Regions from separate parts of the Sus scrofa genome. Here all the other regions are linked to region 2. The links are chromatin contacts, called in public Hi-C and HiChIP or PLAC-seq maps. All regions are on one chromosome and are shown on one strand. The core of a region is the stretch at or near the end of the contact, and the rest is flanking DNA. Distances in the headings are between cores, read along the strand shown. Region 1 holds the start of PPP4R1 (serine/threonine-protein phosphatase 4 regulatory subunit 1). Region 2 holds the start of VAPA (vesicle-associated membrane protein-associated protein A). Region 3 holds the start of RAB31 (ras-related protein Rab-31). Region 4 has its middle 17 kb from the start of PPP4R1.

Region 1 (6,337 bases), core at 2,756-5,255, 210 kb after region 2:
CTTCCACATGGCTTTGAACTGATACTCTGCATTTGGAGAGAAAGGCATAAAGAAAACCAACACTGCCATTATAATCCATTACGTTCCCTATGGATTAAACTATGTTCACATCTTGATTTTCCCAATGAAATTAAGATGCATGGAACAAATTGGATGGATGCCCTACCCTGGCTGAAGTAACTATAAAATTCTTCAGTGCAGAATGCTTTTCTACTACTCTGGAGCACTGTGAAAAGCACTGGAGTCCTTAACATGATGGCAAAGAAACAGCGGGTTTACTTTCTTTTATACTTGGTTTACAGCCGCCGTGGTTCTAGGTTGCACTGTTCTGCTCAGAATGGCTGTGCTAAGAAACTCGCAGCCTTGGTGACTGTAGACAGAGCTGAAATTCTGTTGCATTTATTACAACTCCTGTAAACGGAGAAAGGACAGCCTGAAAGAATCCTGGACAGAGCTCGGTTCTGGAGCTATTTTCTCTCTCCATCCATTCATTCTCCCTCCATCCCTCCCTCCCTTTCCTCCTCCTTTTCTCTTTCTTCCCTTTTTCCTGTTTTTTCTAGGGTACTGTGAGGAAAATGCATCTTTAGTTGATGTGAATCAAAAGAGATCTAGTATCTTTGAAAGCAAACTATAAAATCTCTAGGAGAGTCTAAGATTTCTCATTTTGGAATGTTGTCTTGACAAGGAGCTTTAAAGGGGACTAAAGGAAGCATAGAAAGGAAAGATAAAAATTTCGCAGAAATATTTACCTTCATACAACTTATCAAAATATGTACAGGAGGCTTTAGGTAAGAGATTGGCAACTAATAAAAAAAAGAAAATATTTGTTTTACTGGGGAGTGGCAGTTTGTGAGGGACATTTCATCAACCTGGCTAAAAAACTCCACAGAGATGAATGGAAAAAAAGGTTAAAAATTTGTTTTAGGAGTTCCCCTCATGTCTCAGTGGTTAACGAACCTGACTGGCATCCCTGAGGACGTGAGTTCAATCCCTGGCCTCCCTCAGTGGGTTAAGGATGCTGCATTGCCGAGGGCTGTGGTGTAGGCCGCAGAGGAGGCTGGGATCTGGCGTTGCTGTGGCTGTGGTGTAGGCTGGCAGCTACAGTTCCGATTGGACCCCTAGCCTGGCAACTCCATATGCCATGGGTGGGGCCCTAAAAAAAAGACCAAAGAAAAATTGTTTTAAAAAGCATTTTTATGTATGTCTCCATTTTCAGATTGATTTTTTTATTATTATTCAAAGAATAACTAATAGACCCACTTTTTGTATACTTTCAGTTTCAGGAATGTTCATTGAAGAAAAAAGTAAACAGTTCAATGACCAATACAAAAATTAATAAATGACATTGCATCAGGCGATGTCAGTTGGGTTTTTTTTTTTTTTTGTTTATTAGCAATACTTTCCCCGTGATACTTATTATGTTTGTTGGTGTTTGAAGAGCCAAATTCAACCATTTCCGAGGCTCCTTGGCTACTAATAAAAGTTTTCACTATCAGTTGAAAGAGGATTTATTCTGAAAAACTCAGGCCTTCGTACCACATAGTTGGATGATACTTTTTAAAGCAGTGACTCATGGCATTCCCTCTAGTTTACAGATTTCAGTGGCAGATTGTGGGGAAGGGGGGTTGTGCTCTGACCACTAACAGCACAACTGGCATCCATAGGCTACATTAAAAGTGCCAATGGGGTAGGAATGTGTAGAATAATAATTGCTATTCTTGGTTCAAATATCTTTTTTTTTTTTTTTTCTTTTTAGGGCCGCAGCCATGGCACATGGATGTTCCCAGTCTACATCACAGCCACAGCAACTCAGGATCCAAAACCCCTCTGTGACCTACACCACAGCTCACGGCAACACTGGATCCTTTACCCCCCTGAGTAAGGCCAGGAACAGAACCCACATCCTCATGGATACTAGTCGGGTTCATTACCGCTGAACCACTATGGGAACTCCTCAAATATCATTATTATTATTATTATTTTGCTTTTTAGGGCTGCACCCACGACATATGGAGGTTCCCAAGCTAGGGGTCTAATTGGTGCTACAGCTGCTGGCCTAGGCCACAGCCACAGCAACGCAGGATCCAAGCCGTGTCTGCAACCTACACCCCAGCTCACGGCAGTGCTGGATCCTTAACCCACTGAGCAAGGCCAGGAATTGAACCCACAACCTCATGGTTGCTAGTCGGATTTGCTTCCGCTGCGCCATGACAGGAACACCTCAAATATCATTTTTTTTATGAGGAGGAAACAGTGCCTTTTAGAGAGTAAATACTGGTTTAAAAAACATTTCTTGTATCTCTGAGAAAGGACTAGAGGGTGAACAAAAATCAAATGTAAAAATCGTGCCTATGCCGAAAACTGTAAGGATGCCCCATTGAAATGTCTGAAAACCAAGCTGCCTCCAGGGACCAGCTGTAACATGTGGTGCAGGTAAGATGATAACTAGATGCACAGCTCCTGAACAATATGGACAAAATTACACACCTTCCTCCCTGCTGCCAATGCAGAGAAAGTGAGATAAAACACAGTGAGGCAAAAGCAGGGTTAGCCGTTCTGCATCCCTGGCTAACACTGGGTATGTAACCTCTACTTCAGCACAATCATTGAGAATTAGAAGTCTGCCTTTACTGGGTAGACCATCCAGATAGTTTCCTTATTTTTGTGTGTCCAGGAGCTGAAGCATAGTTGGCGACCTGGATCTTGTGTTGTTGCAAGGAGATCACCGCTTCGTGTAAAGAGCCAAATCCTGTGCCTGCCCCCCTCCACCCGGAATTGTTAAAGTGGTAGGTGTCATTGGGCAAAATGCTTACAGGCTGAGTCAATTGATAGCCTGTGAATTTCTAACTCCTTGTCATTTTGAGAATTAGTGTCACCTGAATTCAGGGAAGGGCCTTCTCTCAGGGAAGAAATGGGTCGTGACAGTTTGGCTCTTAGTTTTAATTACTCTGTATTTGAGAAAATAAGACACACAACTAGACTCGTAGGTGCTATTCCAGTTATTATTACTCCCAGAAACTTAACATATACTATGCAACATGCATTCCATCTTGTAGCATCTGCGAGGCAAGTTTTTGGAACAGCTAGTAGAATCCACTTTATTACACAGAATCATGAATTTCAGAGGGTCTTTAACGGCATTAAATGTAATAGTGCCCTTGGTTAAGGCCACAGTGCAGACCATTTGGAATTCTCTCTGCTCCCCAGGAGTCCAGACCCCCAACGTGGCATCACTTTAAACTGGCCTGTTCCGAAAACTGTAAGGATGCCTCATTGTTTTGTTCCCCACTCAGGAGCTGAGCCTTTCCGAGGCCTCGAGTGGAAGAGGTCGTACTCGTCATTTAACTCATGTAAAAACAAGGGAAAATAAAACCTGTGATACAGGTTTCACTCCAGCACCTCATATACCACCAAAATTGTTTCAACACTTTCAGGATAAAAGCTACAGCTAGAAAGAAGCCTTTCCTCCTGCACCGGCGGAGGTCAGGGACCCTACGCTCGGACCCAGCTGTCCCTCATTCATCCTAGTAACCCCAGGTCGGGGATCGCCCTTACTTCCGCCCCGCGCGCGCCCGCCGCCCAGGGGGCGGAACCGGCCTGAGCCCAGCCGCCCCGCCGCGCCTGGCCCTCGGCGGCTTTGTTCGCGCTTCCCGGCTCCGAAGTGCCCCGGTCTCGGCCGGAGCAGAGGCCGCGCGCGCAGCCGCCAGGGCGGGGTGTGTGTGTGTGTGTGTCTGTGTGTGTATAGAGTGGCGGCCGGGCTGAGCCCCGCCGACCGAACTGGCGGCGCCGTGACCCAACAAAGCGTGCGGCGCGAGGCCCCGCCCGCCCCGGTCGCCCGGCCCAGCACTCGGCGCGGGCCCCCGGCGGCGGCAACGACGCCCGACCGCACGCGGTACCGCGGCGGGCCGAGCCGAGAGCGCGCCGGCGGGGCGGCCGGGAGCGAGCCAGGCGGGAGGCGGGCCGGCGCGCGGGCAGGGGCGGCCGGGTCCGCCCGCCGCGCTCGGCCCGCCCCGCGCGCCCCCGCGGCACCGCCTCCCGCGCGCGTCCACCGGCCGCCGCGCGCGCCGCGCTGTAGCCCCGGTCCCCGGGCGACGGCGGAGGAGGGGGCGCCGCAAGATGGCGGGTACGGGCCCCGCGGCGGGGCGGCGGGCGGGGGGCGCGGGCCGGGGGCGGCGGGCGGCGGGCTGACGGCTTTCTTCTTTCCCTCGGCGCAGACCTGTCGCTGCTCCAGGAGGACCTGCAGGAGGACGCGGACGGATGTGAGTGCGCGCCGGCCTCGGGGCGGGGGGCTGGCGGGCGGTGGGGTCCAGAGGCCGATCCCGGCGCGGCGGCGGCTGTGGGGACGCCCGGCCCCCGGCCCTCGGTCCCCGGCCCGGCTCGGAGGGGGCGGCTCGGCGGCCGGGCGGGAGCACCGGCGGGCGGAAGCCGGGGCAGGCGGGCGCCCGGGAGCCTCCGCGGCCCCTCCCGGGCCAGAGGGCTGGGACCGTGGACAGGGTCTGGGCGCCTCCCGCGCGGAGCGGCACCGCACGCCGGAGACCCGCAGTCTCCCGGCGCCGGGGTCCGGGGGCCGGGAAGGTGGAAGGTGTGGCCTGGCGGGAGGGGCCGCTTTCCCCGCCGCGTTCCTAGGGTGCGCGGTTCGCACGGCGCCAGGCCTTCTTGAACACTCAGATGTCTGCTTTCTTGGAGATGCTCAAGTTTTCACAGTCGATTCTTTGGCTGAAAGGAAAACAAAACAAAGTTTGACATTTCCAGAGTAGCGTCAGAAAGGACTTGTTCATTTCGTGTGTGCTCTTCTGAGAACACAGAATAATTTGGAAATTGTCCTTGAGTTGCAGAGATAACCGCGGTAGAATTTGTGGTGTGTTCGGGCAGAGCTGAGATTTACTGTGGCTACTGTCGATGTAAGTAATACAGAGGTGGCTGCACTTTGAAATAGCTCTTTTAAATGCCGTGTAGTTAATCTTTTTTTGCATTGTGTAATGTGTCCCTTGCCACAAATAAGCTCAATTTTTAAAGACTGGGTGTTTTGAGTGAAGTGAGGGCGATTTACTCTTTAGAAGGATTCCTTAAAAAGAGTATTTTTTTTTAAGTGAGTGAACCATATGTAAACTTATTTTTGGCAAAATATAAGTTTACTTTTTTTTTTTTAAGTAACGAGCTCTTTTAAGGGAGCAGCGCTCAGGTAGTTAAAGACAACTTTTACATTTCCTGTGATGTTTTACCCTAGGACACTTGTCTCCCTCCTAGTGACCTTAAAATGTTAAGGTAGCTATTGGTTTTTTGCACAGTTAGGCTTGAAGACGTGGCTCTGATGAGGCAGGGGCGTCTCATGCTTATATTCAGGTTCAAGGTTTTGTAAATAGAAAACACATTCCTTCAGCAGGTGTTAAGGGCTGTCACTCATTTCTTACCACTTAGGTGCCATGCATTCGTCAAGGTTAAAAAGTGAGCTGTCCTGTTAGTTGTGCCCTTGACCCTTAGGGAACGCAACCTAGAAGAGAAGCCATACCTGTGAAGAACTCAACCATGATTTATTCATGACCCTCCAGAGTTCTGCTTGGTACTGAGGATCTACCAGTGGGCAGGATGGTCACAATCCATGCCCTCTAGTGGTTTACACGCAGTTTTAATACAAGTGTGATAATGAGGGTGTGGGGGCATGCTCGCACAGTAGTTGTTAGACGGCTCAGAGGCCAGACTGCTTTCCTCCAGTCTTCATGTCGCCCCTTTGGACAGACTCGGGCAACTCACTGAACTTCCCTGTGCCCTTATGTTGCCGTTTTTAGATTAGTGTAATTACTATTACCCACAGTCTAGGGTTGTTTAGAGCCTTGCACAAATAAATGCATATAAAACACTTAGAATAGTGGCTGGTAGATGGTGACTATTGCTTGTTTGTTGTCCCCCCCCCTTTTTTTTTTTCGCTTTTTAGGGCCATATCCTCCACATAAGGAAGTTCCCAGGCTAGGGGTCTAATCGGAGGTACAGCTGCTGGCCATAGCCACAGCCATGCCAGATCTGAGCCGTGTCTTCGACCTACACCACAACTCACGGCAACACTGGATCCTTAACCCACTGAGCGAGGCCAAGGATCGAACCCGCAATCTCATGGTTCCTAATTGGATTGTTTCTACTGCACCACAATGGGAACTCCGCAGTTAACTTCTTTAAGGTCCTATTAGTACCCAGTGGGGTGTTGTGTGTGGGTGTATTAATGCATTTGTAGCTGATTTACAGTGTTGTCCGGTGTGTTTTAACTCAGGATAAAGCGTGAGACATTTGAAGGAACAGATAATTTATTTGCATATTTGTAGTTGGTTAGAATCATTGCTTACTT
Region 2 (5,754 bases), core at 680-3,179:
CTACCCCTCCTCTTTCCCAGGCCTCCCCATTACCCACCTTAAACTGCACACAGCAAACCACTAGGTATTTAAGTATAAGTCAACCTTCTCTCACATCCCTGGAAGAGCAAATCATTCCCTTCCCCAGCCCTCCCCCTCCTCTTCCCCATTTGAAAACAAGCTTCCTAAGCAAGGGCAGGGGAGGAGGAGGAAGGGACTTCTTTCCTCATGCTTGCTCTGCATCTATTACAGCATCTATACGCCTTCCTGTCTCCTTCTAAGATAAAACATAACACATTTTACTGTTGTTGACTGTGCGTTTTCCCCATCAAACTACAAACTATGGATCTTTTCTCCACCTTGCTTAGCTGATACCTCTGGAATAAATTACTCCTTGTTGAGTATCTTAAACATAGACATGTCACCAAGCTTTTAATAGTGTTTACTAAACAACGTGTCCCTATAAATTCCTCAATGAAAAACTTTTTTAAAAAGTCAATTGATGTCCAAACTTTAAAAGGCCTTGTGAATTACTTTCATCCATAACACAAGAACAACCTGTTCTATATCATAGCCAATAATTCTTCAATATCTTAACTAGGTTAAATATATTTTACGTCACTGTGTAGAGTCTACGATTGTTTTTTTAACTTACTTCTCTGTTACTAATAGTCTCTTACTATGAAAACATTACAACTGTGAAAGTGTCAAACTCTAGGAATATTTCCTGAACTAAAACTCATGTTAAAGGCGTCTAAGCTCCTAGCGGCAATACACACAGGTTATCCAGGAGAAGAAACTTCCTCTGTAAACTCCGCCTGCCAAAAAATCAAAGCAAAATACTTAAATTCTCGAAAGAACACATACCACACACTAAACTCCTCCATCCTAAGTTAACAGTTATTTGAGTTGGGTCATTTCATGATTCCCCAAAGGTGTGTTTTCTTTATCAGCGAAAACCATGTAAAATCAGGCTGCACACACAAACTTGCCACAATAAAATGTACTTTATTCCTCTCAAAATACTTCGTGGGGTTGTCTTAAGATCAATTCCTTACCTAACAAGCAGCTCCCTGACATTTCCATTCAAAGAAATTTGAAGACACTGAAGAGCTTGCAAAATAAGGCAGTTACACAACACGGCTGTCAAAACCCCAGAACGCAACACTTTAGAATTCCTGACTACCCCAAACGTCTCCCAAGGAAAACCACCTAATGGCTGTTCTCCAGGACGCAACCCTGCAGGGCAGTAAGGCTGCTCTTTCAAGCCCTGGAACGGCCACACCTGCATGATCCCTGCGCTAGTCCTCGGTGCGGGAACTCAAGTCCCAGATACACTGTCCCGCAGGCGGGGTTCGCTTCCCGGGGGAACCGCTCAGAGCCGCCCCCTCCAGCCCGCCCGCGCCCCGCCCCGCCCCGCCGCGCCCCGCCCCGCCCCGCCCGACCCAGCTCGGCCGGGCCCAGCGCCACCGCCGCACCGAGGCGCCCGCGGGCCGCAAGATGGCGGCGGCCTCGCCGGGCGGGGGGCGGGGGCGCGCGCACCCGCGCGGGAGGGGCCGTGGCGGCGGGGGAGGGGGAAGGGGCCCCGGGCGCGGCCGCCACCCTGCCCGCCCGCCTGCCCGCCAGCCCACCTTTGAATTTGAGGTCTGTGGGCGGGTCGAGGACCAGGATCTGCTCGTGCTTCGCCATGGCCCCGGAGGCGGACGCCATCGGAGAGACAGCGGAGAGCGGGGGCGCGCCCGCGGCGGCCGGTCGGTGGCTGCGGGCGGGGGGCGGCGGCGCGGCTCGGCCCGGGTCGACGCGGGGCCAGCGCTCGGCTCCCGAACCCGACGCCCACCGCTGTGTCGCCGGCTCGGAGGGCCGCCCGCCGGTCCGCAGCTCCGGGTCTCACAACTGACTCAACCCCACACCAGCCGCCGCGGCCGCGCGCACTGCGATCCTCGGCGCCCCACGTGACGCTCCTGCGTGCTTACGTGCGCGCCCCTGCGGCCGGGAACGTCTCGCGCAGGGCCTGCCCTCCACGCCGGCTTGGCGCGCCGCGGACTGCTGCGCTTGCGCGCCACTGGCCGGGCCAAGCTGGACGCCCGGCCCGGCTGTCAAGGGAGCGGGTGTGGACCTGGGCGGAGCTCGGCTCCAGGGCACCGATGCGGCGCGCACCGCAGGGCAGCAGAGCGCAATCCTCGGTCACGTTTAACTGCGATTACGACAGCGAGGAACCTGCTACTGCAGTGCATCACTACCTACCAAGTTGGAATGCCTAACAGCAGAAGGCGCAGCAAGGCTCGTTGACTACAACTCCCAGCACGCTCCGCGCGGGGCAAGTCTCCGCGCGGCCTGGTCCCCCTGCGGCGCTGTACAGTGCTTGCCGGGAATTGTAGTAGCTGCTGTGGGTGGCGGGAAGGAGAGGGGTCCTTTAAAGGCAAAGGGGATGGGGTGCGCTAAGACTCACTTTGGTTCTCGGAGAGCGTCTCCATCTGCGCTAAAAAAAGAGAAGTAAGAACTTTTGGAGCTCGACCCAAGGTTCACCTGGTTAGAAATATAAACTATGCCTTATGAAAAACATGTGGGGATCTATCATTTTGCTAATTCTCTTCATCCCTTCCTCGGTAGCCAGAATTCCCAGTCGTTTTCCAGTCCGAACTCTCCTGCCTCCTCAATTCTCTCCAGTGATGCGAAAGCCGAGGAAGAAACACACCTCCTTTAAAAAGCAGACGCGTCGTTGTGGATCTGACGAGGCACACGTATCAAACTGGAAATAAAAGTCAAAATCTGCAGCGTTCGTTGCTGTAGTTCTGTTCTTCAGTTTTGACTGGTAATGATAAGCCCAAACCAAAACAGTGGTCACGTTCACAGGTTGGAAACGAATTCTGTCTGCATCATTACGGAAGACTGGTAAACCGAACCAAAGGGGGAAAAAACCCACAGCCAAGTTGCTGACCCATCTTTAACCGATTGCCAGCGTAATCATGGGCAGGAACATGAAATGTGCCATAAGTAAATCGTTATGCTACTGCGAATTTAAATCCCTAGGAAGCACCACAGAACAAAGGACAAATTGATGCTGCCATGAAGGAGCAGCCCAGTCTGTCTAGAAAGCAAATGAGGCAAATGGGACGATGGCCTAGGCTAGGCACAGTGTTAATGTTTTCACTGCGGTCCAGGTATCAGCGCCCCTCTAGGAAGAGCTTTGCAGAACAGCTAACCTAGCATCACACTAGCCTCTGTTACAGGAGGGTAATGCATCTCCGAAACTTTGGAGGATAGAAGCACTGAAATATTCAAAAATCATGTGTAAATTTACATCTCCTTTGGTTACCTTTTATCCACAAAGTTACTTTGAAATTTCAATTATAAAGAATACAAAAATTACCCGTTTATCAAAGGAGGGCTTAAGGTTAAAAAAACAAACAACAAAAAGAGACATTGAAATTGACAGTAGCTCCACAAGATATTGTCCCTCATATGTTTAGTTTCGAGGTGTATCCAGATTGTTTTTTTTTCTTGCCTAAGAACTCTTATCTGTGGGAAAGTTAGCCTGGCTGGACTGGCTCCTCTACAGCCAGATGGACACTTCTCTTCCCAGCAAGCATTTGGGAAGCCCAGTTAGCAGGCCCAGCATGCTGCAGGTTTGACCAAGCTCTCCCTGTGGGACAATGGCTGTGATCATGATCAATTCAGGACGAAACCTAAATTGGATGTATTCCAGTTTGTACATCTCTGTCATTAAGAAACCTCTGGCTGCTGCAGTAATCACCTTTGGAGTGAACTTTTCTTTTTGCTGTATGGCTTAAAAAGTCATCTACGTAGAGTCTAAAGACTAAGGAATCTACATATAGGGTAGTCTAAGAATATACAAAACTACTTTGGAATAATTCCATTACTGTTTTAGAGCACAGCATTAATAATGACTCAGAGTCCTCCAGAATCTCCTACCCATCCTTAAATAGTGCCCTATTTTTTTTTTTAAGGCAACACCCTCGGCCTATGGAAGTTCCCAGGCGAGGGGTCAAATTGGAACTGCAGCTGTGGGTCTATATCACAGCCATGGCAACACCAGATCTGAGCTACATCTTTGAACTACACCATAGCTTATGGCAATGTCAGATCCTTAACCTGTTAACAGAGCCAGGGATTGAACCTGTGTCCTCATGAGCAATAGTCGGGTTCATTACCACTGAGCCACAAAGGGAATTCCCAAATTGTGACCTATATAAGTGATTTTTGCTTTAGTGTTTATTAATACCTTTCTTCTAACAGTTCAAAGAACATAACAAACATCCACAAGCTACTCAGAACAACCTTATAACATCAAGTGTTACTTTTGTTGTTAAATATGGAAATGAAAACAAAGGCGAAAGCATCCCATGTCACTTAACAGAGCTAGACTGGTGGGCAGGAGGAGCTGCCAATTTTCTGTACATTTTTGCTGTCCCCCAGCCCCAATAAAATGATGCCTGAAAGTGATTAAGACAACAGTTTTTAATGTAACTGACATCTGTTTTTGGAACAGAGAAACAAGGCCTGATGTTCACTGCTCTTTTTACATCGATTAATGCAGCTACATAAATATCCCTTAAGGTATCAGCAAAAAATATACACAAGTATATTTCTCTAACTCCCACGTTTTCGTAAGAGTTACAAAGTCCTTGAATATTACTTCAACCTGCTCGAATCATTAATAATGTTCCCCTTTGCACAGATTATCTCTTATGGATTTGGCAAGAACAATGAATTTTTTTTCAAAAAACCGCTAATTTCCAGTACAAGAGGTAACAAACTATAACCAACTTCTTCTCCATAGCTAAATGTGTTCATCTTTACTCTAGAGGTACTTTATAATTACAAATTTGTTTACACTCAACTCTCTGCTTCATTCAACTCAGTAAACATTTAAATGAGCATGCTTTCAACAAATATTGAGGAGGTAAATTGTATAGGGTACAGGCTTTGGATCTGAACTGCTCTATTCAAGTACCATTTTCTGCTGTGTGGTCATAGTAGCTTCCTTCACCGCTCTGTGCCTGTTCTGCATTTATAAATTGGGGAGAATAAGAAAACCTGTGTCCAAGGTTTGACGTGAGAATTAAATGACTTCTACACAGGACATACTTAGAATAGTGCCTGGTTCCAGCCCTATGACCTTATCAGTGTTAAATTATTGCTCTGCCTGGCATGTGGTAGGTGATACCGTGGCCTCTGCCCTTGTAGGCTTACATTTAAGCTGCAGGGAGGCGGGGGAAGCCAGGAGTGGACCGAGAAGGAGCTCAGTGGTGTAGAAATCTGCTGAGCTGTGCTATAAGGTGAAGAGTAGAAACGGTTCACCTGAGTAATGGGGTGAAGCAAAAAGGAAACACAGTCACTGCACACAGAGGGCTCTTTCTAAAGCAGATGGAGCTGGTAGAGAGTGATGACCGACCAAAACACACAAGAGGTCGAGAGCATCACAGAGACTTGATGCTTATGTGAGGGTGGGTATGTTAGGAATGCTCCTTAAAGCATATTTGTCAGACTTCTGCAAGAAATAGAGGCTCCAAGAGATGGCAGCTGGATGCTTCACCAGATAAAACCCAGGCTGGAAGAAGCCTTAGAAAAAAGACTTATACTGGCATTTTTCTTTGTATGACTATTTAAAGCAGTTAAAACTCTAAAATTAATGATCCTTGTTTTTGGAGTTCCCTGGTGGTAAGGATCTGGCTTCTCACTGCTGTGGCTCAATTTTCCCTCTGCTGAGGGGAACTAGTGCTAACCGCCTGAGTTGTATATCACTCCCAACCT
Region 3 (6,172 bases), core at 1,846-4,345, 130 kb after region 2:
AGATTAGACACACCAAACATCAGGATTCTGGAAGACACAGGTACACACCACCTGCTACAAATGACCCTCCAGTCAGGAACCTCCACCCCCGCGGGGAGAAGCTAAGAGGGGCAAAAGTCTGCACTGCCCTTGCTGAAACCAATCATGCCCCTTAAATGGGGAAGCATGGCCCCAGGTAATCAGGGACAGGGACCTTCAACCAGGCACAGAGGGACCAAGCCCTCAGACTCTGAAGTGAGCAAGACTTCAGCTAAATGGTCCCATTCCCATCCCCTTCTCAAGGCAGCCCAACAGAAAGTGATTCTAGCAGCAGGCATGGCTGCTAAGGGCTGGGTCATACTGCAATCTGAGGGGGCTAAAAACAGGAAGCTGAGGGCTGGCTGTGTGTAAGATTTCATCCAGAAAAGACAGGCCTCTCTTACAAAGAACAAAGCAGCTGGGGCTCCTGCTAAAATCTGGGAGGACTCAGCTTGGTGCTAACTCCCTCTTCCAGCCCATTCCCAGGGCTCTCTCCAGTCAAGAGAGCAGACTCAGCAGTTACATGTCTTTGGTCTCACCCAGATGCTGTGTCACCTGGAGAAGCACCTTGTTTAGAAGAGCAGCTGCAAACAGAGCTTGTCACACATATCACCCAGGACAGGACCAGCCAAACCCGGGGGACTGAAGAAATATTACACAGTGTGATAATAAGGTCATTGGCCCTTTCAAATATTCCACATAAGGTGTCTTCTGACCTAAACAAGACTAAATCCTAGAGCCACTCTCAAAAAAAAGGAGGAGGGGGCATGGATAGGGTGTGATAGGATTGAAGCTTTCAAGGTCTCCCCATCTGCCCAGAAAACTTCTTGCTCTGCTTTGGGACTGTTCATCCCTTCCAGGCTCAACCTCCTACCAGCTAAGCCACTGCAAAGGACCAGCAGACAAGGAGAGGCATTGTCTCCAGGAAATCACTAAATGCAACTGTTCCATTCTTAGAGATAAGAGAAGAAAAGTTAAAGGGATCTCCTCTAGCTTTCTCATCTCCCAAGCTTGCTGTCATCCTGGAATCACAGGATAGCAGGAAATGGCACCGTGTGTCTTAGAAGACCATCTGGTATTGTCCTCTAACTTAAAGGGAAGATGTTATTATGTCCATTTTACAGATGAGGCAACTGAGGTACTTGTCCGATACTGCACAGCCAGTGAATGGGGGAGAAGGAGAACCCAGGCTTTCTACCTGATCTGCTCCTTGTAGAAGGAAACACTCATCCTTGAAAAAAGGAAACAGTAGCAAAATTGAAAATAATTCATGGGATGGAGCAGGGCCTGTGCCACCAGTAGATGACTAAGGAGAGAGCATGGAGGAAAAAAGGAAAATCATTTCCAATTTCATTTATTCCCAAGGCCAATCCTGACCCACACAAACACACGTCAGAGTTGCCCCTTGGTTCCCTGGGACCAGACCTTCCTTCTGCATCTTTGACCAGCTTCCTTGAGGCTGAAATGACTCCTTGAAAGGAAAATATGGGATTCCTGGATTTATGTCTGGACTAGGTTAGAGAGCCTGGCAGACCTACTCCTGCAATGCTGCTAAAGGTCAACCGAGGAAGATGAGAACAGCATCCCAGTCAGATCCAGGTGGTGGGGCTGTGCAAGCAGGGGGTGCGGAATGCTGAGAGGCTTGTGCTGGGTCACAGGGAAGGAAGGGCCTTTGCTTGATCCCCTGGAATTCCAGGCAAACAGGACAGCCAGAGGACACCAGAGTTCTAGCAAAGGCCAGTGAGGGGAGACAGCCAAGAGCAGTGTCCTGCCCCAGGTTCCAGAAGAGCCTAGAGGGTATCCAGACAGCCCCAGGGCCTGGGACAATTCCATCCTAACCTAGAACCATTTCTTCTTTATCTGCTTCTGGACGTCTTCCTTGACAGACCAGTGAGCACCGCTTTGAGAAAAACAGAACGGGTCCAACCTTTGCTGCTTTTTTTGGAAATGGTTTACTTGAGAGACCAGATTTGCCAAGGGCTGAACACTAGGCATCAATGCCAAAAACTGCTGAAAACAGGGCTTAAAACCAGCTCCTTCCAAAGAAGTAATCCTGTAATTTGATGTGGGCACCCAAAAGGAAGTGCCCCTCAACACCATCTGAATCCCCCAAGGGGCTGCCCTGTGCCATCTGACAGCTCCTCATCCCTTGGGTGTTTGTTTCTGTCTTTGTTTCTGGCTTCCTCCACGTTTCTTCAGGCTCAGAGTGACCCACTTTGGGAGGGACGTGGGGTCAGAGGAGGACTTTCTCATCCTGCCTTTACCCTTAGCTCGAAAGTTTTCTAGGCGCGCGTTTTCTATGGTACGTTCTCTCTTCACCTTCCCGCCACCGGGTCATCCCCTCGCGTTTTCTCACCCTGAGCTGAGCTTTCAAAAAAAAAAAAAAAAAAAAAAAAAAGTAAATAAACCAATTGCCCACGGGACGCAAAAGGACTCGGCACCTTAGCTAACTTAAAGTTTCCGCAGGAAGGAAATTATTAAAGGCGAAGGAGAAAGCTCCCGGAGGCGGGGGCCGCGGCTCCAGTCCGGCGGAGGGGTCCCGGGCTCCCGGCCCAGCCCGAGATTGGCGAGGCCCGAGCGGCCCCCGGAGCGCGGGCCAGCGGCGGTGGACCGAATAGAGAAAGCTCCCGAGTAGGCTCGGACCCTAATCCAGCAGAGCCGGGACTGGGAGCGGGCCCCGGGAAAGAGGGGCGCGCGGACCAGGGGGTGCCTGCGACACTGGGGGCGCACGGACCAGGGAGCGCAGGGGAAGGTGGGGACAAAGGGGGAGCAGGAGACAAGGGGGAGCAGGGACCAGCAGGGCGCGGAGACGACGGGGCGCGGGGAGGAGGGGGACGCACGGACCAGGGTCCCCAGCGGCGGCGGCGTAGGACTCACCCCGAGGAGACACACTTTGAGCTCCCGGATGGCCATCATGAGCTCTGGGCCGGGCCGGGCAGGAGCTCAGCATCGTCCGGGGCCGCGCCGCGCCCCGCCAGCCGGCGTCCTCCGGTCCCCGCCTTCCCCCCTGCGCAGCCCGCGGGCGGATCCGCCGCTGCTATTTCTGGGCTGCCGGGCGCGCCGCGGTGGGTCACGTGGCCGCCGCCGGCTCCTCCCGGGGCTGCGAGGCTAACCTCGCCGGCTGGCTCCCAGGAACGCCCCCGACGGCGTCAGCCCCTAGGGCCGCCTCCGGGACGGGGCCTCCTCCCCTCAACCAGCCCGGCCTCGGAGCCCGCTCTGCAGAGCCTATGGGGCCGAAGGAGGACCCGTCAGTTCCCCTGGGGACTGGCCCCCACGACTGGCGGCGTCACCGGAGATGCTGTGCGCCGTGGTCATCTACAGGGAGCACTTGGAAGGCTGTGTGCACCCCCGTCATTAGATGGCACTTGACAGAAGTTGTGAGGATGGGAAGGAGGATCTGAGGGTCTGACCCTGCAGCCCATCCCCTAATACTATGAGGGTGGGCAGGCTTCAGTTCACCCCCATACAGCTCGTCACTCTCAGCCCAGAGCTCGGTCTCCTATATGTAATGGAAAATGGGTCTAGAAGCGATGGCCTTGTGTCTCCCTCCAAAACAGGCGTGTCGGCATCTGAAAAGGGAAACATTCTAGTGAGGAAGCTGCCTTGCCCAGGGCAGAAAATGCTACAACTTGTCTGGACAGACGCCTGGCCCTCAGAATACCAGCTAGAAATAGGTAGCTGGCGGCCAGCGTTCTGCATCCTTCCTTGACTGGGAAACAAAGAGGCTCAGGCTTGAGACTGTCAAGAGGCCTCTGGGAACTGCCCTCTCTTCTCCACAGTGGGGCAGGCACCTCATCCACCCAGGCCACCTCTTGTGTTGCTGCCATGGAAACGTCAGCTTTTTGGACATATGTACCTGAGTTATGCCTGGCATTTCAGTTTGGAAAGAACGTTGTTCTTTAAACTTCATCCCCTGACTGAACTCTCAGGGCTCTGTCCTAACGTGCCAATTTTGATCAAAGACATTTCTGTCCCCCCAGCAGACTACCCACCTTGGTTTTTCTGGCTTTATTCCTCCTGAAGCCATGCTGAAGCTCCCCGGCACCCAGGTAGCCCCACACAATGGGTACCTCCTAAAAGGCTGGGGTCAAAATGCCGGGCCCCCCTCCTCCTCAAAAAACAAACAAACAAACAAACAAAAAAACCTGGAAAATGGCCATTAATCTCCCAGGGCAGTGGGGGCTTCTCCTGGCTTGAGCGGGCTGCGGAGGATTACACAAATTTGGACTAAATTGTTCAAAACGTAGCTGGACGGACATGCATGCAGGTCCTGTGCAACATGGAGATGCTTGTATTGGTACCTGTCTTTTATTTAGTATCAACAGCAAGGCTGGTCTTCTGTGTGGGAAGGAGGAAAAGAGGCCTCTCCAGAATCTCCCAGCCTGGTCACAGGACCTCACTGTCCCCAGGTCTGCTAAGCAGGGTTACACCCACACAGCTGCAGAGATACGTGGTGGTAAAGCAGCCCTGGCAAGGCCTCCAGTAGCCTTCCTGAGCACCTTGCCGTCCTGGACGGAACAGCATAAGTTCAGAGAAGTGCTTCCCTTTGGCCTTTCTTCTCACTTCCCAAAAGTCAGTCAAACTAGTTCTCACTTCCCAAAAGTTGGCCAAGCCAGAGTGGGAGGATTTTCCATTAAAACTGAGGTAGGTTCCTGAGGGCAGGATCACCTCCAGACAAAAGGGAGCTGGCAGAATTTCGCATCTTTTCCCTACCCTCTTCACTACTCTTCCCTCTCCTCTCTTCTCCACTAGCCTCGGTGAATCCAATGCTCACTCTCTGGTATCTGGGCTCTCCCCAGACAGACGCTTATGCAGGCCTCCTCCCCACCTCCACCCCCCAAGAATCACTGGTCTGTTTATTCTCCCCACACCCACCCCATTAAAATCACCCCACTTAGGTCTCATTCTGCAGGCCCAGCACTTACAAAGCGCCAGCCCTGGTGTGTCAAGTGGACCACCTCTGTAGGTTTATACCCCCTCATCAGCCAGGTCACTCTTGGGGACTTAAAAGCCTGGTCTCCAAGGTGATGCACAAAGCTCTCCCAGGACGGAGGGACACTGGCTGCTCTGAGACGTATTTGGGGTGTGTCATGGCCTGGGTGGGTCTCAGCTTGTTACAGGTATAGTGTTCCCTAGGAATGCTGTTATTACACTTCAGGATTACTATACGAAGGACCCATCCAGTCTGACTCCTCTGGAATTTTCTGCAAATCTAAAGGGGTTCTGATTTAAGCAGGGATAAAAATCCAGTGTACATAACTAAGAATATATCAAATTTTAAAAAATGAAACAGGCAAGTTTTTCTTATGAGAACCTGTAAAGCAAAAGGTCATTGCTCGAATTCAGATTTCTGCTTTTCTGTTGCTTTTAAGTCCTCAGTGGCATCTACAAGATGAAAACGAACTCTACAGCATGCACTGTGATACCTCCCAAACCCACCTCTTCTCTGCCTGGCTGATGGACCCCATCACCCTGCAAGGAGCTGCTCAGATCCCACCTCTGCTAGGTCTCCCCTGAGCTTGCATGTCCTCTGCTCACAGCTCTCCTGGCACTGATTCAGCAAGCCACCAACCCTCCTGTCTCCAACAAGGGTCCTCCTCCCAGGTGTTGGAGGCAGAGTCTGGTTAAGAAGTAAAGGAAAGAAAGCTTTACTCTGATCAGAAAACAGAGATGTGTGCACTCGCTCCAGAGCACATGTTCTCTGCAGACCAGGGGATGGGGCTGCTCTGCAGGGATCCATCAGGCAGGCGCAGGTGGGGCTCTCCAGCACGCAGGCGTGACTGTTGCTCATGCTCCACATCACAGTGCTGGGCAGTGCTACTCTGCACACGGCCCACCCGCCATCTTGCACTGAGGTGTGGTGGGCGGGGTTTCTGCACACGGCCCTCAGTGCACTATCAGCCGCCATTTTTGCACCAGGACCCTGGTCTGAAGAGCAGGTGCGAGGTCTCTGCTCGCGGTGCCATGTGAACCAGCAGAAGTAGACTCAGGGCAGAGGAAACAAGGTTAAACTTTAATGACCCAGATTCTGTTTTTATTCCCAGGGAATTGTTAATTACTTGTTAATTGGCCATTAAATCCCTTTTACAATAGGCCACATTGTAATTGATATGCAAATATGTGTCTGTGTCTGTGAGAGGAGCTCATAGGTGAA
Region 4 (6,172 bases), core at 1,851-4,350, 190 kb after region 2:
AGAAGTAAAAGAAATAAAAAGAATCCAAATTGGAAAGGAAGAAGTAAAACTATCCCTATTTGCAGATGACATGATACTATACCTAGAGAATCCTAAAGACTCTACCAGAAAACTGTTAGAACTCATCCATGAATTTGGCAAAGTCACAGTATACAAAATTAATACACAGAAATCAATGGCATCTCTATATACTAACAACAAAAGATCAGAAAGAGAAATTAGGGAAGCAACCCCATTTACACTTGCTTCAAAAAGAATAAAATACCTAGGAATAAACCTACCTAAAGAGACAAAAGACCTGTACTCTGAAAATTATAAGATGCTGGTGGAAGAAATCAAAGATGACACAAACAGGAGTTCCCATCATGGGTCAGTGGTTAACAAATCCGACTAGGAACCATGAGGTTACGGGTTCAATCCCTGGCCTCGCTCAGTGGATTAAGGATCCAGCATTGCCGTGAGCTGTGGCATAGATTGCAGATGTGGCTTGGATCTGGCGTTGCTGTGGCTCTGGCGTAGGCTGGCCACTACAGCTCCAATTAGACCCCTAGCCTGGAAACCTCCATATGCTGCAGGAGCAGCCCCAGAAAAGGCAAAAAGACCAAAAAAAAAAAAAAAAAAAAAAGAGAGAGAGAAAAAAGAAAAGAAAAGAAAAGAATAGATGACACAAACAGATGGAAAGACATACCATGCTCTTGGTTTGGAAGAATCAATAATGTCAAAATGACTGTATTCCCCAAGGCAATCTACAGATTCAATGCAATCCCTATCAAATTACCAAGGACATTTTTCACAGAACTCAAACAAAATATTTTAAAGTATGTTTGGAAGCACAAAAGACCCAGAAGAGCCAAATCCATCCTGAAAAAGAAAAATGGAGCTGGAGGAATCAGGCTCCCTCACTTCAGACTATACTACAAAGCTATAGTCATCAACCATATGGTACTGGCATAAAGACAGACATATAGATCAGTGGAACAGGATGGAAAGCCCAGAATTAAACTCACACACCTATAGTCAACTAATCTATGACGAAGGAGGCAAGAATATACAATGGAGAAAGGACAGCCCCTTCAATAAGTGGTGCTGGGAAAACTGGACAGCCGCATGGAAAAGAATGAAATTAGAACACTTCCTAACACCATACAAAAATAAAGTCAAAATGGATTAAAGACCTAGATATAAGACCAGACATTATAAAACTCTTAGAAGAAAACATAGGCCAAACATTCTCTGACATAAATGACAAGCAACATGTTCTCAGATCCACCTCCTAGAGTAATAACAATAAAAACAAAAATAAACAAATGGAATTTAATTAAACTTAAAAGTTTCTACACAGCAAAGAAAATGCTAAACAAAACAAAAAGACAACCCTCAGAATGGGAGAAAATATTTGTCAATGAAGCGACTGACAAGGGACTAATCTCCAAAATTTATAAACACCTCCTGAAGCTCAATAACAAAAAACAACCCCATCGAAAAATGGGCAGAAGATCTAAATAGACAATTCTCCAAAGAAGACCTACAGATGACCAAAAACACATGAAAAGATGTTCATCACTAATATTAGAGAAATGCAAATCAAAGCCACTATGAGGTGCCACCTTACACCAGCCAGAATGGCCATCATCGAAAAGTCTACAAACAGTAAGTGCTGGAGAGGGTGTGGAGAAAAAGGAACCCTATTACATTGTTGGTGGGAATGTAAATTGATGCAACCACTGTGGAAAACAGTATGGAGATGCCTCAGAAAACTAAAAATAGAACCACCATTTGATCCAGCAATCCCACTCCTGGGCATCTATCCAGAGAAAACCATGAATTGAAAAAAATACACGTACTCCAATGTTCATTGCAGCACTATATACAATAGCCAAGACATGGAAGCAACCTAATGTCCATCGACAGAGGAGTGGATCAAGAAGACATGGTACATATACACAATGGAATATTACTCAGCCATTACAAATAAAGAAATAATGGCATTTGCAGCAACATGGATGGACCTAAAAATTATCATCCTAAGTGAAGTCAGTCACACAACGAGACACCACCATCAAATGCTATCACATATATGTAGAATGTGAAAAAAGGACACAATGAACTTTGCAGCACAGATACTGACTCACAGACTTTGAAAAACTAATGGTTTCCAAAGGAAACAGGTTGTGGGGTGGGGGAATACACTGAGTGTTTGGGATGGAATGCTATAAAATTTGATTGTGATGATTGTTGTACAACTATAAATGTAATAAAATTCATTGAGCAATTTAAAAAAAGATGAAAAAATATATGTTGTCAAAAAAAAAAGAATTCTGAAAATGATAATCCTTGAAAGGTTTGAGAAATATACCCCAATGCTGTCAGTTCAGGCATTTTGTGCCCTGAGATTACAGGGAGATATTTTGGGAAAGATAGTCCCACACCCTATGCAGTTGCCCACTAGAAAGCCCTAGGGCTGGCTCCACTGAGAATTCTTACTGGAAAGAATTAAATTATATCAATGTTTGGCATGTCATTCCATCCATATGAAAGATTCCATACAGAATATATTTGGACATGGCCTTCATATTTTACTTAACAATTGCTGCATCAGGAACCCTGGTCTCCAAATCTCTGTGCAAGAAGTAAAGTGTTTCAGATTAAACTGAAATGGAATTTCTTCTATGAATGTGGACCGCAGCCACGTTTTATCATAGAGTATATCCATGTGATATCCTGATCACACTTTACTGAGTACACTTTTGATATATGCTTCATCCTGCATCACAGACTCATTCATTGCTGTCTGCTGAGCACTCACCTGTGCCAGGAACCACCCTCATTACTAAGGCAACTGTGACCAAGGTTAAAGCAGTGAGAGGACAGAAGCACCCTTGTTTTCATGGGTCTTACATTCTCATCATGGAAGATAAGGAATTCACTATCTTTGTTTGAGGGTAAATTTTATTTTATTTTATTTTTATAGCTGCACCTGCAGCATATGGAAGTTCCTAGGGATCGAATTCAAGCCATAGCTGCGACCTATGCCACAGCTGCAGCAATGCTGGATCCTTAATCCAGTGCACCACAAGGGGACTTCCTGAAAATTTGTTTGTCTTTTTAGGGCCACACCCACAGCATATGGAAGTTCCCAAGCAAGGTCTAATCGGGGCTACAGCTGCCAGCCTACACCACAGCAACTCCAGATCAGAGCCGTGTCTGTGACCTACAGCACAGCTCATGGCAAAGCCAGATCCTTAACCCACTGAGCAAGGCCAGGGATTGAATGAGAAACCTCATGGTTCCTAGTCGGATTCATTTCCACTGCACCACGATGGGAACTCCTTTTTTTTTTTTTTTTTTTAAATAGATGTTTCATTTCATCTTTTAATACCTAGAATGTACTTCTAAAAAATAAGGATGTTTTCTTACATAACTATAGTAGCATAATCACACCCAACCTAATTAGTAGTAATTCCCTTTGATCAAGTAATACTCAGCCTATATTCAAATTTCCACAATTGCTCCAAATTGTCAACAGCTGGTTTATTCAAGCCAAACTCCAACTGAAGTTATGCCTTACATTTAGCTGTTCAAAAAAAAAATACAATTTTTCCTTTAATCTAGAACATACTCCTCTTCCTTGCTTCTAATCCTGACATTCACTTTGTTGACATGAATTGCTGCCCTATTTCATCTCCCACTTGCTAGAATTCTGTTTTCTCCAGAAGCTGTGTAACTGGCTCCTCTATTCCCTGCATTTCCAGGGATTCAAACTCGATTATATTCAGGTCAAACATCTTCTCGCTCTACTGGATCACCCTGATTTCTCTATTCCCTGCATTTCCAGAGATTCAAACTCGATTATATTCAGGTCAAACATCTTCTCGCTCTACTGGATCACCCTGATTTCTCTGCAGAAAAAGAAAAAGTTACTCATACCAATTATCGTTTCGCTTTGTCAGTGACTTTTTTTTTGTTTTTGGAAGTGAAGAAACACGTTACTCATGAAGACTTGGGCAGGCAGTGACAGGTCAGTGCCAACAAGGATTCCCATCAGAAGCTCTCTACCTCTTGCTGGATTACCTGAAAGCCACTTTATAAAATAAAGGAATGAGGCTCCTTACAAGAAGACAAAGAAGGTGCTTTTAGTCTGCAGCCAAAGGCAGACTTTCCCAGAGGCCTGCCCAGCTGCAGATTCCTAGTGATTGGCAGCAGCTTGGGAAAGAAGAGCCTGTGGCTGCTTCATGTACCTGGACTCCAGGTAGGGATTAAACCTTGGTCTGGCTTTATTAAAATTGTGTCCCGATCAGCTAAACAGACCACTATTTACAAAGGAGTTTACTGAAAAGAGATGATTTCCGCAATTTAAGAACTTCATATCTTTTTCCTTCAATGTACCTCTACAAATATTTTCTATGGAAATAAACTGTAAATTTACTTTTAAAGATGGAGTCAGTGTAAGATGGAAAATACTCATTCCATGTTTAATTCAAAATACATTTGTGTTTGTGTTTCAGCTATCAGGGAAAAGCCCACAGGAAGAATATGACTAGGTACCCTCTTAAAGGTAGTTGCAAATTCCTTTAGACAATAACTGCTGGAAAGCATTATTCTGAGGGGATTGGTTTGATTCAGTAAACAGCTGAGTGCCCACTAAGTGTACAGGAGTTTGTTAGGGGCTTTGTGGGGACTGCAGTGAGGGTGCAGATAACAGAATAATACCGACAGGAGATCCAGAGGCCTGGGGGAAGGCGGTTCCCAGCATGTGGTCCCTGACAGCACAGCAGGAAGCTGAGTGAGTGCCTTCCCTGTTTGACAGAAGAAAACATTTAAGTTCCTTTTGTGAACTGAGTGCCTGGCAGATTTGAGCCCTTAGTAATTACAGGTTTTTCTCAATCCACAAACAAGTAAATAAAGGTCACCCAGCTGACAGGTGGCAGAGATAGGGTTAGGGCCCTAGAGTTCTTTCAACCCCACCCTTCGTGTGTTTGAATTGATTACATGTGCAGATCAGATTGCCTGTGTTACTTAGATAGCTAATAGCCCAGCCCTGCTCCTTGATTTGTAGGCTCCAAGGAAAGGCTTTTAATCTGAGGTACGACTGACCGGCAGCCTTGGGGACCTTCCAGGGCATTTTCTCCTCCCTTGATTGAGAACACACCCTACAGTGGATTGATTCATTCAGATACCATGTGTCTCACACGAGAACCTTACCAGAAAGAGCAACAATTAAACAATTATCGATCATTAAAAAATAACTAGAGAAATAATTGTCCTTTAATTTTGTAGAAAGGAGATTTCTCTACTTCTCCACTTCTCGCTGTCAGGAAGAAGAGAGGATGACAAAGGCCATAGCCCAGATGTCACCTGGCCATTCCCAAAGATATAGATGCTCTATGGAAATGTAACTCTGTCTTTCAATTGCTATCTTTTTCATCTCTTTGGCATTCTTTTTTTAAGACTTTATTTTAGTGAGGTAGGTAATGTGTTAATTTCTGCTGAACAGCAAAGTGATTCATATTTATATATATGTTTTTTCATCACCTTTTCCGTCGTGGTGTATACTGGATATATTGGATATATATTGGATACCCAACATAGATCCCTGTGCTGTGCAGCAGGACCTTGTCATTTATACTCTGCATTCTTTTTTCTTTTTTTTTTTAGCTGTTTTAGCACCACATCCACGGCACATGGAAATTCCCAGGCTAGGGGTCAAATCAGAGCTACAGCAACAGCAACGCAGAATCCAAGCCACGTCTGCGACCTACACCACAGCTCACACACTGAGCAAGGCCAGGGATCGAACCTGCATCCTCATGAATCCTACTCGGGTTTGTTAACTGCTGAGCCAGGAGGGGAACTCCCTATCCTTTGCATTCTTAATGTAAAGCTGTAAACACTGCTGCTAGTTATGGGAGAGGCGCTTGGTCCCTCAGCCCAGATCCTATCCTTCAGCCTTTTCCAGCCTTGTCCCATCCAGGGGCTGCTGGGCTGGGTCTCAAAGGGCACGGGGCTGTTGGTTTATTGCTCTCCTTTCTTTCTATTCAAAGGTAGGTCAATGAAAATAATCAATAAACAATCCATAATGAGAATAGAAAAGAGTTGAATTAGAGCCAAACTGAGGACAAGCCCAGAAGTCTGCTTCCCAGATGACTCAAGAAACTGATGAGAAGGTTTTCAG

The links. Hi-C and Micro-C count contacts between places; a contact is called where the count stands out from the background. HiChIP or PLAC-seq counts read pairs in DNA pulled down with a chosen protein or histone mark.
Region 1: a Hi-C map of fetal skeletal muscle shows a contact between it and region 2, with 2.4 times the contacts expected there. The contact joins the promoter of PPP4R1 here to the promoter of VAPA in region 2. A contact is called at or near these places in 4 of 5 promoter capture datasets (fetal liver, fetal skeletal muscle, liver and 1 more), 15 of 47 Hi-C or Micro-C datasets (alveolar macrophages, blood, embryonic fibroblasts and 9 more) and 2 of 2 datasets of contacts at active chromatin or transcription factors (alveolar macrophages and skeletal muscle).
Region 3: a Hi-C map of liver shows a contact between it and region 2, with 5 times the contacts expected there. The contact joins the promoter of RAB31 here to the promoter of VAPA in region 2. A contact is called at or near these places in 4 of 47 Hi-C or Micro-C datasets (embryonic fibroblasts, heart right ventricle, liver and 1 more) and 2 of 2 datasets of contacts at active chromatin or transcription factors (alveolar macrophages and skeletal muscle).
Region 4: an H3K27ac HiChIP or PLAC-seq map of alveolar macrophages shows a contact between it and region 2. The contact joins the enhancer-like site here to the promoter of VAPA in region 2. A contact is called at or near these places in 2 of 5 promoter capture datasets (liver and skeletal muscle), 7 of 47 Hi-C or Micro-C datasets (embryonic fibroblasts, liver, mesenteric adipose tissue and 4 more) and 1 of 2 datasets of contacts at active chromatin or transcription factors (alveolar macrophages).

What each region holds. Positions count from the first base shown.
Region 1 is chr6:98,458,828-98,465,164 of Sscrofa11.1, forward strand. It overlaps PPP4R1 (serine/threonine-protein phosphatase 4 regulatory subunit 1), which reads left to right and starts at 4,006. Exons shown (of 20, transcript XM_021096060.1): 1 at 4,006-4,123; 2 at 4,215-4,259. The coding sequence starts at 4,117.
Region 2 is chr6:98,252,343-98,258,096 of Sscrofa11.1, forward strand. It overlaps VAPA (vesicle-associated membrane protein-associated protein A), which reads right to left and starts at 1,930. Exons shown (of 7, transcript XM_021096053.1): 1 at 1,611-1,930. The coding sequence starts at 1,689.
Region 3 is chr6:98,382,762-98,388,933 of Sscrofa11.1, forward strand. It overlaps RAB31 (ras-related protein Rab-31), which reads right to left and starts at 3,096. Exons shown (of 7, transcript XM_021096057.1): 1 at 2,896-3,096. The coding sequence starts at 2,934.
Region 4 is chr6:98,442,776-98,448,947 of Sscrofa11.1, forward strand. No RefSeq gene overlaps it. Among named protein-coding and RNA genes, the nearest start is that of PPP4R1, 17 kb to the right of the region's middle. Within about 2 kb of position 3,101, at least 1 of the 83 cell types and tissues checked has an H3K27ac peak or open chromatin away from gene starts, as enhancers often do. A contact at or near this core is called in alveolar macrophages, where this site is marked.